Regions from separate parts of the Mus musculus genome. Here regions 2, 3, 4 and 5 are each linked to region 1. A link is a contact called in public HiCAR-type and promoter capture Hi-C data. All regions are on one chromosome and are shown on one strand. The core of a region is the stretch at or near the end of the contact, and the rest is flanking DNA. Distances in the headings are between cores, read along the strand shown. Region 1 holds the start of Mrps12 (mitochondrial ribosomal protein S12). Region 2 holds the start of Hcst (hematopoietic cell signal transducer). Region 3 holds the start of Ltbp4 (latent transforming growth factor beta binding protein 4). Region 4 holds the start of Zfp260 (zinc finger protein 260). Region 5 holds the start of Zfp60 (zinc finger protein 60).

Region 1 (2,709 bases), core at 96-2,595:
CCTCAGTGGTTAAGAGCACTGGTTGCGGGCTGGCGAGATGGCTCAGAGGGTAAGAGCACTGACTGCTCTTTAATCCCAGCACTCCGGAGGCAGAGGCAGGCGGATTTCTAAGTTCGAGGCCAGCCTGGTCTACAGAGTGAGTTCCAGGACAGCCAGGGCTACACAGAGAAACCCTGTCTCGAAATACCATGTGAATGGAATACCCAATGCCTGCCTCCCTCAGAACACTGTGTACAAACCTGATGTCTGGGCAATGTCTAGGAACATAAAAGTTGTCCTCCAATGGGTGGCCCGTCTTAGAATTAGAAAAATAGCACGTGAATGAATAACTAAACTTCTTCTTCTTCTTTTTTTTTTTTTTTTTTTGGTTTTTTGAGACAGGGTTTCTCTGTGTAGCCCTGGCTGTCCTGGAACTCACTTTGTAGACCAGCCTGGCCTCGAACTCAGAAATCTGCCTGCCTCCCGAGTGCTGGGATTAAAGGTGTGCGCCACCACTAAACTTCTTAGCTTGGCCTTCTCACCTGTAGGGGGTGATCAATAAACACTGAAGGAATAAACACTACTGAGAGACACCTAAGCAGGGAGACATGCCAAGAAAGGAGCATTTGTTGGTATGATTGTTACACGGACATCGAGAGTGCACTTACACAAACTAAGACAGAATATCACCAGGCAATGCAATCTCAGGGATTCACCGCTATCGATGCAGGGGAGCCATGACTAAGACTGACTTAAACTCTAAGAACACAGGACCTTCCCACCTCCTGCCCCCTGAGCCGGGAGCGTGGTAGAAAACGCCTGTAACTCCAGAACTTGGGAGATTGAAGCGGTAGTCAGGAGGTCAAGGCCATCCTGTCTACAAAGTGATTTGGAAGTTGACCTGGACTACAGTGAAACCCTGTCTCCAAAATAGAAAAGGCACCGTGCTTAAAGATGATACCATCCGAAATCTGGCAAAAACACGCAAATGCCAGGGAGCTGTCCTCGTCCCTGTGGCCCATGCTCACTTACCACGACTGAGGGACGTGGTGAGGCCATAAAGAAGGCCGGGCCAGGACATCTCGCCGCCTGCAGCGTCCCTGTATTAGGAGAGAAGACATTCAGAAAGGAGGTTGGGACCAGAAACCCACTCTCAGAGCCTTCTAGAATCTCCTCTAAAACAGAAAGTCCCCTCGCAAATTCAGTCTCCTTCTGAGTAGGCCCCCAAGGACCCAACCGCCCTTGCCCGGATACTGGAAGGGGAAACTGAGGAGAGAGGAGAGATCTGGATCACAGATAACTGCACCCACCTCACCAACCTAGCGGGGTCGCACACACGCCAACCCCTACCTCCAGCCCCTTCCGGGGTTCCTCCTTAGTGATTGGCTAGATCTTTCCTGCGTCACTGAAGGGACGGGACAAGGATGACGATTGGACAATAACAGATTCTAGCTGAGTTCCATTTTCCTCATTGGAAGGGATTCTGAAGCCTGGGCGGGAAATCTCCTTGCGCGTCTGATTGGCTCGTCCATGATGAGTGACTTCTTGTTTCCACTCCAAGATGGCTGCGTCCATGGCGCGGCTTTGGTGGCCTTTCCTGGCTCGCCAGGGGCTCCGGTCCCGAGGACGCTGCGTGTGCAGCCAGAACCCAAGGAGGAGTTTCGCTACGGAGAAACGAGTCCGGAACCTCCTGTACGAACACGCACGAGAGGGCTACAGCGAGCTTCCCTACTTGGACATGGAGTCGGTGTGCGCATGCCCAGAAAAAGCCGCGCGCTCCCTGGAGCTCCGCAAGGGGGAGCTGCGGCCGGCCGACCTGCCTGCGATTGTGAGTGCGCTTGCGCCCTGAGGGAGCAGGATGCTTTACAGAACTGGGTTTACCAGATGCATTCCAGTTGTGGGAAAAACTACTCAACAGGAATTTGGGTTCCTTCCCAAGTTAGGCAATGTCTTGTGCATGACACCCACTTAGGTGCCAATGATCTAGGGAGAACTGAGGCCCTATTGAACGTCGTGGATGCCTTCTGTGACCTACATGCCCTTTTGCATGCATTTCATAATTCGACAGTTGGTATCTACTGTACTCCCAGAACCTAAATACCATTGTCTTCTGTACTCAAACTTCGTGCCGGGCTCACCCTTAGGCCACAAAGAAAAATGAGGAGGGAGGTGTGAATCAGAGGGAATTTTGGAGACAGAGCTTTGCATCCTGCTATAAACATCCTGATGGAGTTGAATGGATAAATACCTGCTAAACAGATATTTAAGGTATATCTGTTCATGTATTTATGATCCAGAGGTTAAGACTATGCGCCATAATTCTACCTTATAGGGAACTAAAATTGGGGGTCTCCATGCCGGTAGTGAATTCCGAATGTAATAGATGAATCTTCCCAACTCTGTTGCCTTGATAAAACACCATGAACAAAGCAACTTACAGAAGGATTTATTTTGGGCTTGGTAGGGAATGGCAGAATAGCAGCAGGTCACAGAGCAGTAAGCTGACAGCACACATCTTTAACCACAATCATGAAGCACAGACCTCAAACTAGATGCAGGACGAGGCTTTAAGCTCTCAAAGCCCACCTCCAGGAACATATTTCCTCCAGCAAGGCCACGCCTCCTAAGCCTCCCCAAACATCACCAGCCACTGATCATTTGACCATGTTCAAATGTCAGGATATGGGGGACATTTCTCATTCAGGTCACTACAGACTCTCACACCACCAG
Region 2 (2,709 bases), core at 63-2,562, 1.7 Mb after region 1:
GGGCGTGCTGTGGGACAGACTTAAGGGTTGCAGGCGCTGCTGAAGTTACAAGGGCTAAGGCTTCTTTCATTCCTCACCTGCCGATGTCTGACTTGCAGCCACTGTGGAAAAACCCAAGAAGGTGGATGGAGGTTGGAAGTACAGGGGAGCAAACCCCAACACCCAGGCTTAGGGCAGGTGGGATGCTTGAGTGTAGTGTGAATTTTGGCTTCTTAAAAAAAAAAAAAGCGAAAAACAGTTGTGTGAACATGCTTTGTTTTAATCTCAGGTCTGGGATATGGGGATGCTTAAGATTGTCCACGGTAGCTATGATTTGTCTCGTGCTCTGGCAGGGGCGTGATTCTGCCAGCTGAAGCTAATTAACTTCTGGAATTCTGGGGACTCTTGAGAGGCTGGGAAAATGCCAGAGCCCTGGAGGCTGTGGCTCCTCCCCCTGCTGTTGCTGCATTGGCTGTTTGCTGGATGGCTGGTGGTTAAATGCTTTTTGGCTACTTTACTGGGGTCTAGCACCCTTCTCCATCCCAGTCCCTTCCAACCCCCCTAACACCAGGTAAGCAAGAAAGAAGATTAGAGGGGGAAGGGGTTGTAGACCACTTTAGACAACTTCCTGCTGGTTAGGGGTGTCAAGTTCTAGGGACAAGCTCTTAGGATGTCTCTAACCAGCAATCCAGCAAAAGGGGCAACAATCGGAGCACTAGCCACTGTTGCGGCCTCTAGGGCTCTGGCCTCTTTATACCGCTCAAGAGTCCCCAGAATTCCAAAAGTAAACTATCTTCAGCTGGCAGGATCACACCCCTGCCAGAGCATGAGACAAATCATAGTCACCTGCCACGGGCAATCTTAAGCAGCCCCATATCCCAGACCTGGGATTAAAACAAAAGTGTTCACATAGCGTAACTACATTTTTAGAGAAACCAAAAATTCTCACTGTTCTTAAGACCTAACTAAACTCCACAGTGGAGAGGTAAACTGGAAGGAGAGCTCCCCCCCCCCACCCCCTCCACAGCCACCAGAAAAGGGAAATAGAAGTGACTCAGCAGGGCTTCAGAATCCCATGCCCAACCCCCAAGGACTCAGGGGCACAGGGAGACCGACTTCCTCTCTGTGCCTCTGACAGCAGATGGCAGCCTTTCTGTCCCCTCAACCCCAGCACTGGCTTCACCTGGGAGCAGAAGCAGGAACAGGAGGTAGCCTGGGGGGTCCATGCTGGGCTGGGACCTGAAGGGATCTGGCCAAAACTGTGGTCCAGGGAAGTCCTCAGAACAGTAGAGGAGAAGAGAGGCAGCTAGGACGGATGTCACCCCGATGGTGACAATGCTACCTACTTCCTGTGTGGGTGCATGTGTGTCAAGACTTCCTTTGGAGAACAAATATGGGGGAGTCAGAGCCCAGAGAAGCTTCCGTGATCATCTCGGTGGAGTGGCAAGAGGACCATGGTGTGGGCACCAGGGAGATTATGGAAATAAGCTGGAGGTAGAGCCAACAACACTTGGGGAGGAGGGGGGGTGTGTTTGAGAAAGGGGATCATGGTGACTGTCGTTCCCAGCCTGAGCGAGATTAGAAGAGTGGAGAGTGGGTTGAAAGATAGTGAGGAAGCACTGGTTAAGGAGGGAGAGAAGGGCTGCCTGTGTTTGGGCACACTGAGTTGAAAATACCTAACAGATCTTTCTGGAAATGTGAATGCCCACAGGTAGGGTTCAGAGTCTAGGGACAAGACTGGTCCTGACACGTAAATCTGAGAGGGTTGATGGTTGGAGGACACGTGTAAAGCCATAGACTGGGTGAGATTGTTAAAGAGATACACACACATGCACACTGCCAGAGAGTGCAAGGGAAGCTGAGGGCAGGGCAGAAGCAAGGGAGGGGAGACCCAACCCCCGGCAGTGTTGTAAGAGAGAAGGAGAGATTTGGTCATCACAGTTCAATGCCAAGGAAGGTCACCAAGTGGGAACTGAGAATTGTTGGTTGCCTGGTGGACTGGGAATTCCTGTTTGGCTCACACCTCTCTATCTCCAGTGCCCAGCAAAGTGTCTCCTTTATGTTAGCAGAGTTCTTTAAATGGTGAATAAGTAAGCCAGGCATGATTGCCCAAGCCTGTATGTCCAGCACTAGGGAGACAAGTGAGGAAAAAAATAAATGGCTGTGAGTTCAAGGCTAGCCTGGCTGTTTTAGCAGGTGCATGGCCAGGCCAGCTACTTGGATGTAGGAAGCCCCTGTCTCAAAAACAAAGTGTTGGTAGGGAGAAGGTTTGGGATAAAGGTACTTGACTTGTATTAGGGCCCCATAACTGTCACAAAAAGGCCGGTATCTACAGTAGGCTTCAGAGCACGTGGTCTTCCACCTCCAGGGGAGTTCACACACTTTTTTTTAAAAGGCAAATATTGGAACCAGACAGAGTGGCACACGCCCTTAATCCCAGCACTTTGGAGACAGAAGCTGGCATATTTCTGTGGATTCTAAGGCCAGCCTGGTCTACATGGTGAGTTTCAGGACAGCTAGAGCTACATAGTTTGACTCTGTCTCTGGGGGTAGGGTGGAGTTGGGGCTGAAAAACAAACAAAAGAGCCAATATTGGTAGTTGATATGGCTCCAATATCTATAACCCAACATTTGGGAAATGGAAGCAAGAGAATCAGGAGGGGTTCAAGGTTATCCTCAGTTACCTAGAGTGCTAGGCCAACCTGGGCTACATGAATCTGCCCTTCCCCT
Region 3 (2,709 bases), core at 118-2,617, 1.4 Mb before region 1:
AGACTCCCAGCTCAGGGTGCCCATATCAGAGGGCTTGCTGCTAAATGGGCAAAACTAACTTCATGTCCCACAACATTGGAAGAACAGGAAGCTAAGGACATAGGGGTCTTGCCGAGGTCAGCCCGCCTTCACATGTTCCTCCTTGTGCCTCCAGGGGTTTGGCACCCGTCTGGGCACGGCGCCTGGCACGGGCGAGTTGGGGCTGGGCCGGGAGAGAGTGAAGGAAGGAGGGAGGAAGGGGCGGAGAGAGGGAGTGGTAGCGGGCGGGGGCTCGGGCGGGAGATGAGCTCACGCCGGCCGGGTTGGGCTGGCTGGGGGCCAGCCTGGGCGAGTTCTCGGCGCCAGGGGCCCCACTCCCCATTCCGGAGGGCGTAAGGGGTGAGAAGCAATGAAAACCCGACCCCCAAGTCCATCCCCACACTCTGGGCTAGCAGGTGGCGCACCCTCCTGACCTCACCTGAACCCCAGAATGCTCCCCTTGTCTAGAGGAAGCTGAAGCGCAAGCCGGTCCCTTCCTCCCCCAGGGGGCGCCCTTTCCTCAGGCCTCCTATCTGGATATCTGTCGCACGTGGAACCGCTGTAACTCAGGTCTTGCCGAAAGGCACCCCGTCTTTCCTGGGTCCCCTCCCGCTTAGCTCTTCATCACAAGCAGTCCCATGCCAGACTTTCCTAGTCTTCCCCCACTCAAAGACAGACCTAGAAACTTGAGATATGCCCCACCACCCCATGCGACTCTGAAACACTCCTTGCTGACCCACTACGCACAGTCTGCGAATTTGGGCCCCATCTCAAAAGTTCCCAGATCCTAAGATCCTCGCCTTGACTGAAAGGGATGAAAGCTAGTCTCAGTCCGTTCACGTGGGACACCACAGTTCCAAAAACACTCAATGCTCCTGAAATCAGCGCCCTGGAGATCCACTCCCCAAATAAGGAATTCAGAGCCCCCTTCCTCAAAGACCCCACGGAGTCCCCAGCATTTCTGTACATGGAATCTGGGCTCCTGCTCCCTAAGGCATTGTCTCCAGGGTCCTCCCTCCGGGCACTCCTCCCTTGGGAGCACCATCCCGCACTCACAGGCGCGGAAGCCGGGTCCCCCCGGGGCCGCCCCGCCGGGCGCGCCGCTGTCCACGCTGGTGGCGTTGCGGGGCGCGCAGGTCGGGGTACAGCGGGAGCCAGTGGGCCCGTGGATGCAACGCAGGCCGCACACAGCGGGGGTGAAGCGCACGCGAAGACGCTCTCGGGGTCGGCCCAGTACGGGCTGCGGCCCCAGCTGCGCCAGCAGCACCAATAGCGACACCCAGAGCAGCTGCGCGCCGCCCGCCATGGCTGCAGCGCCGCGCTCCACCGCGCCGCCGCCCCAGCCCGCCCGAGGGGCCCGGCCGCGCCCGCCCGCTCGCCCGCCCGCCCGCGGGGGAGGGCGGCCGCGCCCCCGCTCAGCCCCCCCTCCCCATCGCTCCCTCCCGGGCGGCCGCGCGGGGGCGCGTGGGGCTGGGCGCTTAGCCAGAGGCGCGAAGGCTGGGCGCTAGACTCGCAGGGGGGAGGGGAGGGCGCCCCCTCTGCTCCCACCCGTGCTCCAACAAGTGGATGGGGCCTATGGGGAGTAGCAGGGAAGGGAACAGGTGGGGGCGGGCGGGTTTGCTCCCAGAGAGAGTTGAATCCATTGAGAGGAAATCCATTAGAGTAATGGGGGCCGCATTTGGGGAGCCAGCTGAAGACTGATCCTCTGACCAGGCACGGGGGTAGGGGGTGGGGGGGAAGAGGCTTCATCTAGATAGAGGACAAGGATGGCACATTTGGGCAGCAAGATGGTACATCTGTGGGTGACGAGAAGGGTCGGTGTACAGGACACATAAAGGAATTAGAGGAGCTGAATTCTGGAGAGGAGACTAAGGCGCTTACACCTGAAGACGCCACAGCACACCAAGACTCTCTACACCTGGTGGGAGAGGTCAGAATGAATAAAGCTGTGGGCGGGGGTCCTCACATCTGGCCTGGGGCACACATCTGGAAAACCTTAGGAAGGAGGGGGATGCATCTGGGCTGAAGGCCACACAGCAGGAGAGGGCTTCTGAGGGTAGTTGAGTCTATAGAGTGCTCTAATCTGGGGTACCGGGCTGTAGTAAAAGTAGGGTCAAGGGACGGTCTGGCATGTAAGAGGGAAAGGTCTTTGGCCCCCAGCCGTCCCGCAATCTTGGGCATTTTGTGCCGGGGCAGGCGCCAACCCGCACAATCGCTTTTGTTGTCTGGACTGGTTCAGCCTCGCTCTCTGCTGGGCGAGTTGCCCCCCTCTTCAGCCACGGGAGCCCGGACGCCTGGCTTCCCGGCCCCACCCTGATGGGTCAGCGCCTTTGGCCTGCGTCTAGTTCTGTCCCTGGCTCACCTCATACTGCCGGACGCAGGGGTCCCTAGAGGTGGCCGCATCCTGGGGAGTGGGGTGGACCAAGCTACAATAGGGGACTGGTAGGCGGCGGCAGCACCGTGGGAACCAGACGGCTTTATCTGGCCCGGAACCACCCCCCTCCACCCCCTACACGGAGGAAGGGCGGATGTTCTTACCCCGGGCCTGGCCGGCAGGGGCGCGATGTGGGGGCCTTCTTTTCAGCAATGCCCGGGCCCACGGCCCTCGGGGCCGCCTTTGCCTCAGCAGAGCTCGGGCCTCCTGCAAACTAGGTGGAAGAGGGTGGAAGAGGCTGTCACTACTATTAAATT
Region 4 (2,709 bases), core at 85-2,584, 1.4 Mb after region 1:
AAGGTATCTGGTAAGACATATTGGTAAGCCATAAGGACAGTCATATATTCCAGGATCAAGAATTTAGCTCACAGTTCACGGTGGCACCTTTTTGGTTTCACACTGGGCTGTTTGATAAGGAGAGAGGCAGAAGCCTAGAGGTCAGGAGAGCAGAAAACCAAGCATGGTGGACAAGAGGTCAAACGGGCTAGATTATATAGGGAAGAGAAGCTGGGGAAGGGACAGCCCAACTCTGGTGGGAGATTTCAGGGTAGGAGGCAGGGTAGCCCAGGACAAGCACAGGTAGCCAGGCCCCACCTCTATACTAATCTAATGGCCTGGCCCAGTCCCTTGATGTGCAAGAGTATTCAGGGCCAGCCTTCTAGACTGTTCTACCACTGAGAAGGCTGTTTCCAGCCCCTTGAGATACAGACAAGATCCACTCTATAGAGGAAAAAAGGGCGGGGGCGGGGGGAAGAATCCCAGGCCGCCCTGGAAGCCCCGCCTCCTTTCCCCCCAAACCCTATATAATGCCTGCCTCCTGTTCTGTTCTTTGTTGATTCTCTCCCAAGCAAAGGCACCCAACTTCTTGAGGCTTTCCTAATACATCTCTCCCGAGGTTTGCTGTAGGGTGTGACTTTGTGGTATTCCTTGGCTCCCAACTGTAGGATAGCTTTCCCTTTAGAGCTGTAACACCTTCACCAGGCCATCAGCTGCTTTGATATGTTAACAGGCATCTCAGCCATTTGCCCCAGTTTTGGGACCTAACACTCAGGTAACGCATTAACAAACCTCCCACAGGACCCCACAACTCACCTGCATACTGCTTTCCACATTGTTACACACTGTCACAACCCTAGGACATACGGCTACAAAAATTACAATTTCACAATAGTTCATTTTCCTGATTGTTTAGTCTGAACCCAATTATCAGTCTCAATTCCAGCCTGGCTTCAGTTTGTGATACTGTAGCAATCGCTTCCTTAACACCAGAGTCTGATACAACTCTCTGCAGAGCTGCCAACTATCAGCCTGAGATGCCTTCTGGGAAATGTAGTTCAGCAGTGCGCCACGGTGGCCAAGATGGCGTCCTCTCCCGTAAAACCCAGAGGATTGCGCCTTACTGGGAATCTCGCCCTGGAGGCAAGGAAAAGCCTATTCTGTGAGTTTAAGCTGCACTCATTACACACCTTGGCACACCATTGTCCTTTGCGGTAACACAGTGTAAAAGTGGTAGTATCTGAGTTCCAACCTTTTACTACTTATCCACTGGGAAAAGTTCTCGGGAGAGTGGAGGGGAAATTAACTAGAACCCCTGAGACTTCTGGGAAATGTAGTTCACAGTTAAAAAGAGAGCGAAAGAGAGAGACTAGAATGGAAAAAGATCCTCTAGTTCAGAGCCCTGGTGGGCAGAGACCTCTGGGAGTGCTAGCTCACTGAAGGAGTGCGCAGGCGCAGGCTTCGTGGCTCGCCATCGTCGCCTTTGTCTGGGTGAGTTTGATTTCGGGGTCTGTAGGACCGGGATTTTCCCAGACTGAGTAAAGGCAAAGGAGCTGTGGGGGAGGGTTTACCCACCTGCCCGGGCGAGGATGCCTGAAGGGGCGAAAACGCCTACTGTGATGGTGGAGCTGAGAACTTGGGTGGATGGGGGCTGGGGAGATCAGAAACCGGGGTGGGTTTGCGGGCGGGGTGAGCATACGTGTAAGGGTGTGTTTTGGTTTGTTTCGAGTGAGCGAGAAACTGGTTTCAAGTTTGTAAAAATACAGGGGTGGTTTTCTAATACATGTCGCATTTATTTTAAAAATAAAAACGAGGTGTTTTTTTTTCTTCTGGAAAACAGGAAAGGGAAAAAGATAATTGAGTGAGTAGTTTTAAACCTGGTTTTTAAAAATCAAAACAAGTCTACAGTAAAAAAATGAAACCAACGTTCCTTTGAAAAATATTCTTTGTAACAAAGATTTCCAATAACTCGTTATTGGATGCCTACACATCTGTAGGCATTAACTTGCTACTTGGAAAAACCAGATGAGCTAGTTTTGAGTAGTCCCAAATTTACGGACTAGCCCTTAGAATGTACTTTTCACTGCTGCAGATGGGATTGAATCAGTAAGGTAATTAATTGTCCCCCCTTTAGCACAGAGAGGTCAAGAAAGCTATTTAATTTAGCACTCTGATTTGTCAAAGGACAGGGCTCGTGTGTGTGTGTGTGTGTGTGTGTGTGTGTTGCCTGAATATATGTGTACGTGGAACCTGCAGAGGCCAAAAGAAGACATTGGATCCCCTGGAACTGGAATTATAGACAGTTGTGAGCTGGCATGTGGGTACAGGGAGTTGAACTAGAGTCCTTTGGAAGAACAGCCAGTGTTCTTATCCACTGAGCAATCCCTTCAGCTCCAAATTAAGACTCCTAATTTGTCCAGATTTATCCATACCAAGTAGCTTTTGTTAACATACAGATTTTCTTCTGAGTAGTTTTTGGTCAGTCTTTAAAACATGACAAACAACAAAAAATGGTCTGCGTTCATAGTCCTGCTTGTCCTGGAACTCTCGAGATAGGCTTCCCAAGTGCTGGGACTAAAGGCATGCGCTGTTATAGCTGGCTCATCATCGTTTTGCTTTCATTTCTCCCTCCTTCCTTCCTTCCTTCCTTCCTTCCTTCCTTCCTTCCTTCCTTCCTTCCTTCCTTCTGAGTCAGGGTAGTCTCAGTGTGGCCCTAACTGTTTTGGAATT
Region 5 (2,709 bases), core at 117-2,616, 1.0 Mb before region 1:
ATCTGGTTGAGACTGACTTATTTCAAATCTAATCTGTCTATACTGTAGGCGTTTAGATCATTTACAAAGCGTCTAATATGTTTAGTGGTCCTAATAGGATTATCATTAACCTTGACACTAGTTTTCTCTCATGTTCTGGAAAAATATGTGTAAATATAAATAATAAATAAATGTGGTTTTGAAAGCTCATGTTGAAAGACTCCGAGAGGAGCCCCTTGCTCAGGCCTCAGGACAATAGCGGACACCCAAGAACTCACAAGAGACCAAGCTTGATGCAAACCACATGAGGCTTTATTCGGGGAAAGCCAGAGCTCTGGGGACGACTCATATCCCACGCAGGGGTAGAGGAGTCGACCCCAAGGGGAAAGAGGTCCCAGTTTTTATAGGCCCTCAGGGGGGGAAGGAGAAGGGGGAAGTAGGGGATTTCCAGATCTAAACAATGTTTATTCTCAAGAAATGGGTATGGGAGGGGTCCAAGGGAAGAGTCTGGTGCAGGTGTAGGAACTCTAGATTGGCCGGGCTGTTGTTGCTGGGGAGATTTTCTGACTCTTTTTCAGCAACCAATATCACAAACACCTGGCAATGGGCTTCATCAGTGGGCACACACATGGGTTCAAGGAACGGTCAAAACATTGGCAGACACACGGGTTCAAGGAGTGGCCAGAGCATTGTGCACCTCTATTTTTCTAAATCAGTGAAGCTAGTTCTGCTAACAGTGACATCTATCTTGCCAATTTCAGGGCTTGTGTGACCTTTTACATTCTGTCAGGATCTTTCAATGTCATGTTACACTAAGTACGTTTTCCCTACATAAACAAGGCATACGTCGGTGGTTGTTTACATACGTCGGTGGTTGTTTAGATACTTCCACATGCTAGTCATTCACCTTTCAAAATGGGCGCAGTTCTGTTGATATTTATCCAACTAGTCCTCACTCACGTTTTCCTATCTAGATAACAGGGACACTGACTCTCTGAACATCTGGCTGTCTGAAATCGCTGATATAAACTACCACGTTTAAAACCAACCAATTCTTTAGTTCAGTGTCTTCCAATCTACCATAGTCCCTACTAGAGCACAGCAGGTGGAATCCCTCTTGGTGCAAAGTGTAACCACGCCAGTTATATCCGGATTTGATCACGCTTCCTATTCTGTCCGGGGGTGGGGTGGGGGGTCTGGGAGACAGAACACGACGTCTCCCACAAACCACTGGCATAGCTCTCAGATGGCCTGGCCTAAGTTGTGTGCAGTGATCTCTCTGAACTACAGACCGCTAGGCTTCATCGAGTTGAGCACTCGGCACTACATTTCCCAGGGGCTACCGCGGCGGAAGTAAAGCAACTTCCGGTGCCCTGGCGGCGCTATAGCGGACGGTCGGGTCTTTCTGGTCTGAGTAGGGAATTGCTTTGTGTCTTCGGTCTCTGCAGAGTAAGGCCGGGAGTCCGGGTGTGGGTGTGGACGGTGGGGTGGATGGATGTTGATGCGTGTGTGAGTGTTTAGGGACGGTGCTGTGTGTGCGCGCGCGCGTCTCTGCGTACGCACCTTGAGCTATTTGCATTATCACCGTGCTTGTCGCTTTCTCTCGCGGCCACCAGCAGAGGACCAAGCTTCACTGAGGAGAGGTGAGGGGCGGAGTCTGAAGGGAAGCTTTCCCTGTGGTTCAGATTGAGCTTTGTGACGAGCATTTGAGGCCGAAAGTGCCTCCGAGGGTGGCCTACTGGCCTTTTCTCAGAGCTCTAGCCGTGTGAGTGTCGAGGGAAGAGAGGGGAAATGCTCACTGGGGATGCTCTCAAATGTAATCTAGGCTTACTCAGATGTAATCTAGGCTTACTCAGGCTCCCTGCGCAGGCCATTATTCAAAAGGAGGGCTGGAGGAGCGTGAGATCGTTGTTGCTACCCACCGAAGGCTCAAGGGCGAGTTTGCGCTTTCTCTCTGTGCGAGAAATGAGGGTTTTATGTTTAGAATATGGAATTGTCAGTAAATGAAGAAGGAACGTGTAAATTGATACCGCCATCATTGTGTCCCTTACATTGTCCCTCCCCTTTCCAGTTAGTATTCACATTATCGTTTCAATGACCCTTGACATCTTCTGTCTACAATCACTCCCCCCACCTCACCGACCATGTTATAGATAGGAACCGACAGAGGTTAACAAAAGGGCTTTCAAACTCCGATGTGCTAAATCGATTTCTATTTGGATGGTGTCACACGTCAGATGGCCTTAGATCTTCTTACAGGTCTTCATTTCAAAGCAGCGGAAGAGTGGAGGTTTTTGTTTTCTAGTAGATTTTGAGATTGGGAAAGTGGTAGGCTCTCTCCCCCTCCCCTCCCCTCCCCTCCATCTGGGTTGGAGTCTTGGTTCTGTCCCCTCAGGCTCTCCAGGCCTGTCAGGAACCTTAGGATGCCTGTGGTGAAGCCTGTTAGTGCAGTGCCGCCATATCCTAAGGGCCTGGTGTGCTTTAGTTGTTGCTCTGTGAGGCCATCTTGGGTTCATTCCACTCAGTGTTCTGCAGGACAAGGGAGTGTGAGAAACAATGCGATTGCTGGTGGATGTTTAAGAAAGCCACTCAAACAGAAAAGCTAGGCTTTGTGGGGTACAACGAGGCAGAAAGAAGCAGGAAGGGCAATGTGAATTCTGTAGCAGCTTGATCCCCATAACACGTTTCAGGCCAGCTGGCCTACACAGTGAGAACCTATTTCAAAAACAA

Evidence for each region. Promoter capture Hi-C pulls out the DNA fragments that hold promoters and counts their contacts. HiCAR-type assays count read pairs that join an accessible place to other places.
Region 2: a contact with region 1 is called in a promoter capture Hi-C map of pre-B cells. The contact joins the promoter of Hcst here to the promoter of Mrps12 in region 1. A contact is called at or near these places in 2 of 39 promoter capture datasets (liver and pre-B cells).
Region 3: a promoter capture Hi-C map of pre-B cells shows a contact between it and region 1. The contact joins the promoter of Ltbp4 here to the promoter of Mrps12 in region 1. A contact is called at or near these places in 2 of 39 promoter capture datasets (liver and pre-B cells).
Region 4: a contact with region 1 is called in a HiCAR-type map of astrocytes, with 2.0 times the contacts expected there. The contact joins the promoter of Zfp260 here to the promoter of Mrps12 in region 1. A contact is called at or near these places in 4 of 39 promoter capture datasets (cranial neural crest, hippocampal neurons, liver and 1 more) and 1 of 115 datasets of contacts at active chromatin or transcription factors (astrocytes).
Region 5: a contact with region 1 is called in a promoter capture Hi-C map of pre-B cells. The contact joins the promoter of Zfp60 here to the promoter of Mrps12 in region 1. A contact is called at or near these places in 2 of 39 promoter capture datasets (liver and pre-B cells) and 1 of 115 datasets of contacts at active chromatin or transcription factors (microglia).

What each region holds. Positions count from the first base shown.
Region 1 is chr7:28,740,476-28,743,184 of GRCm38.p6, forward strand. Mrps12 (mitochondrial ribosomal protein S12) reads right to left here and starts at 1,346. Exons shown (of 3, transcript NM_011885.5): 1 at 1,290-1,346; 2 at 1,012-1,079. The coding sequence starts at 1,060. Sars2 (seryl-aminoacyl-tRNA synthetase 2) reads left to right here and starts at 1,493. Exons shown (of 16, transcript NM_023637.3): 1 at 1,493-1,807. The coding sequence starts at 1,541.
Region 2 is chr7:30,418,542-30,421,250 of GRCm38.p6, forward strand. It overlaps Hcst (hematopoietic cell signal transducer), which reads right to left and starts at 1,313. Exons shown (of 4, transcript NM_011827.3): 1 at 1,163-1,313; 2 at 78-101. The coding sequence starts at 1,205.
Region 3 is chr7:27,332,281-27,334,989 of GRCm38.p6, forward strand. Ltbp4 (latent transforming growth factor beta binding protein 4) reads right to left here and starts at 1,368. Exons shown (of 30, transcript NM_001113549.1): 1 at 1,075-1,368. The coding sequence starts at 1,324. The region is part of intron 1 of Gm30543 (a long non-coding RNA gene); the gene reads left to right.
Region 4 is chr7:30,093,742-30,096,450 of GRCm38.p6, forward strand. It overlaps Zfp260 (zinc finger protein 260), which reads left to right and starts at 1,335. Exons shown (of 3, transcript NM_011981.4): 1 at 1,335-1,470.
Region 5 is chr7:27,730,043-27,732,751 of GRCm38.p6, forward strand. It overlaps Zfp60 (zinc finger protein 60), which reads left to right and starts at 1,367. Exons shown (of 5, transcript NM_029531.2): 1 at 1,367-1,428.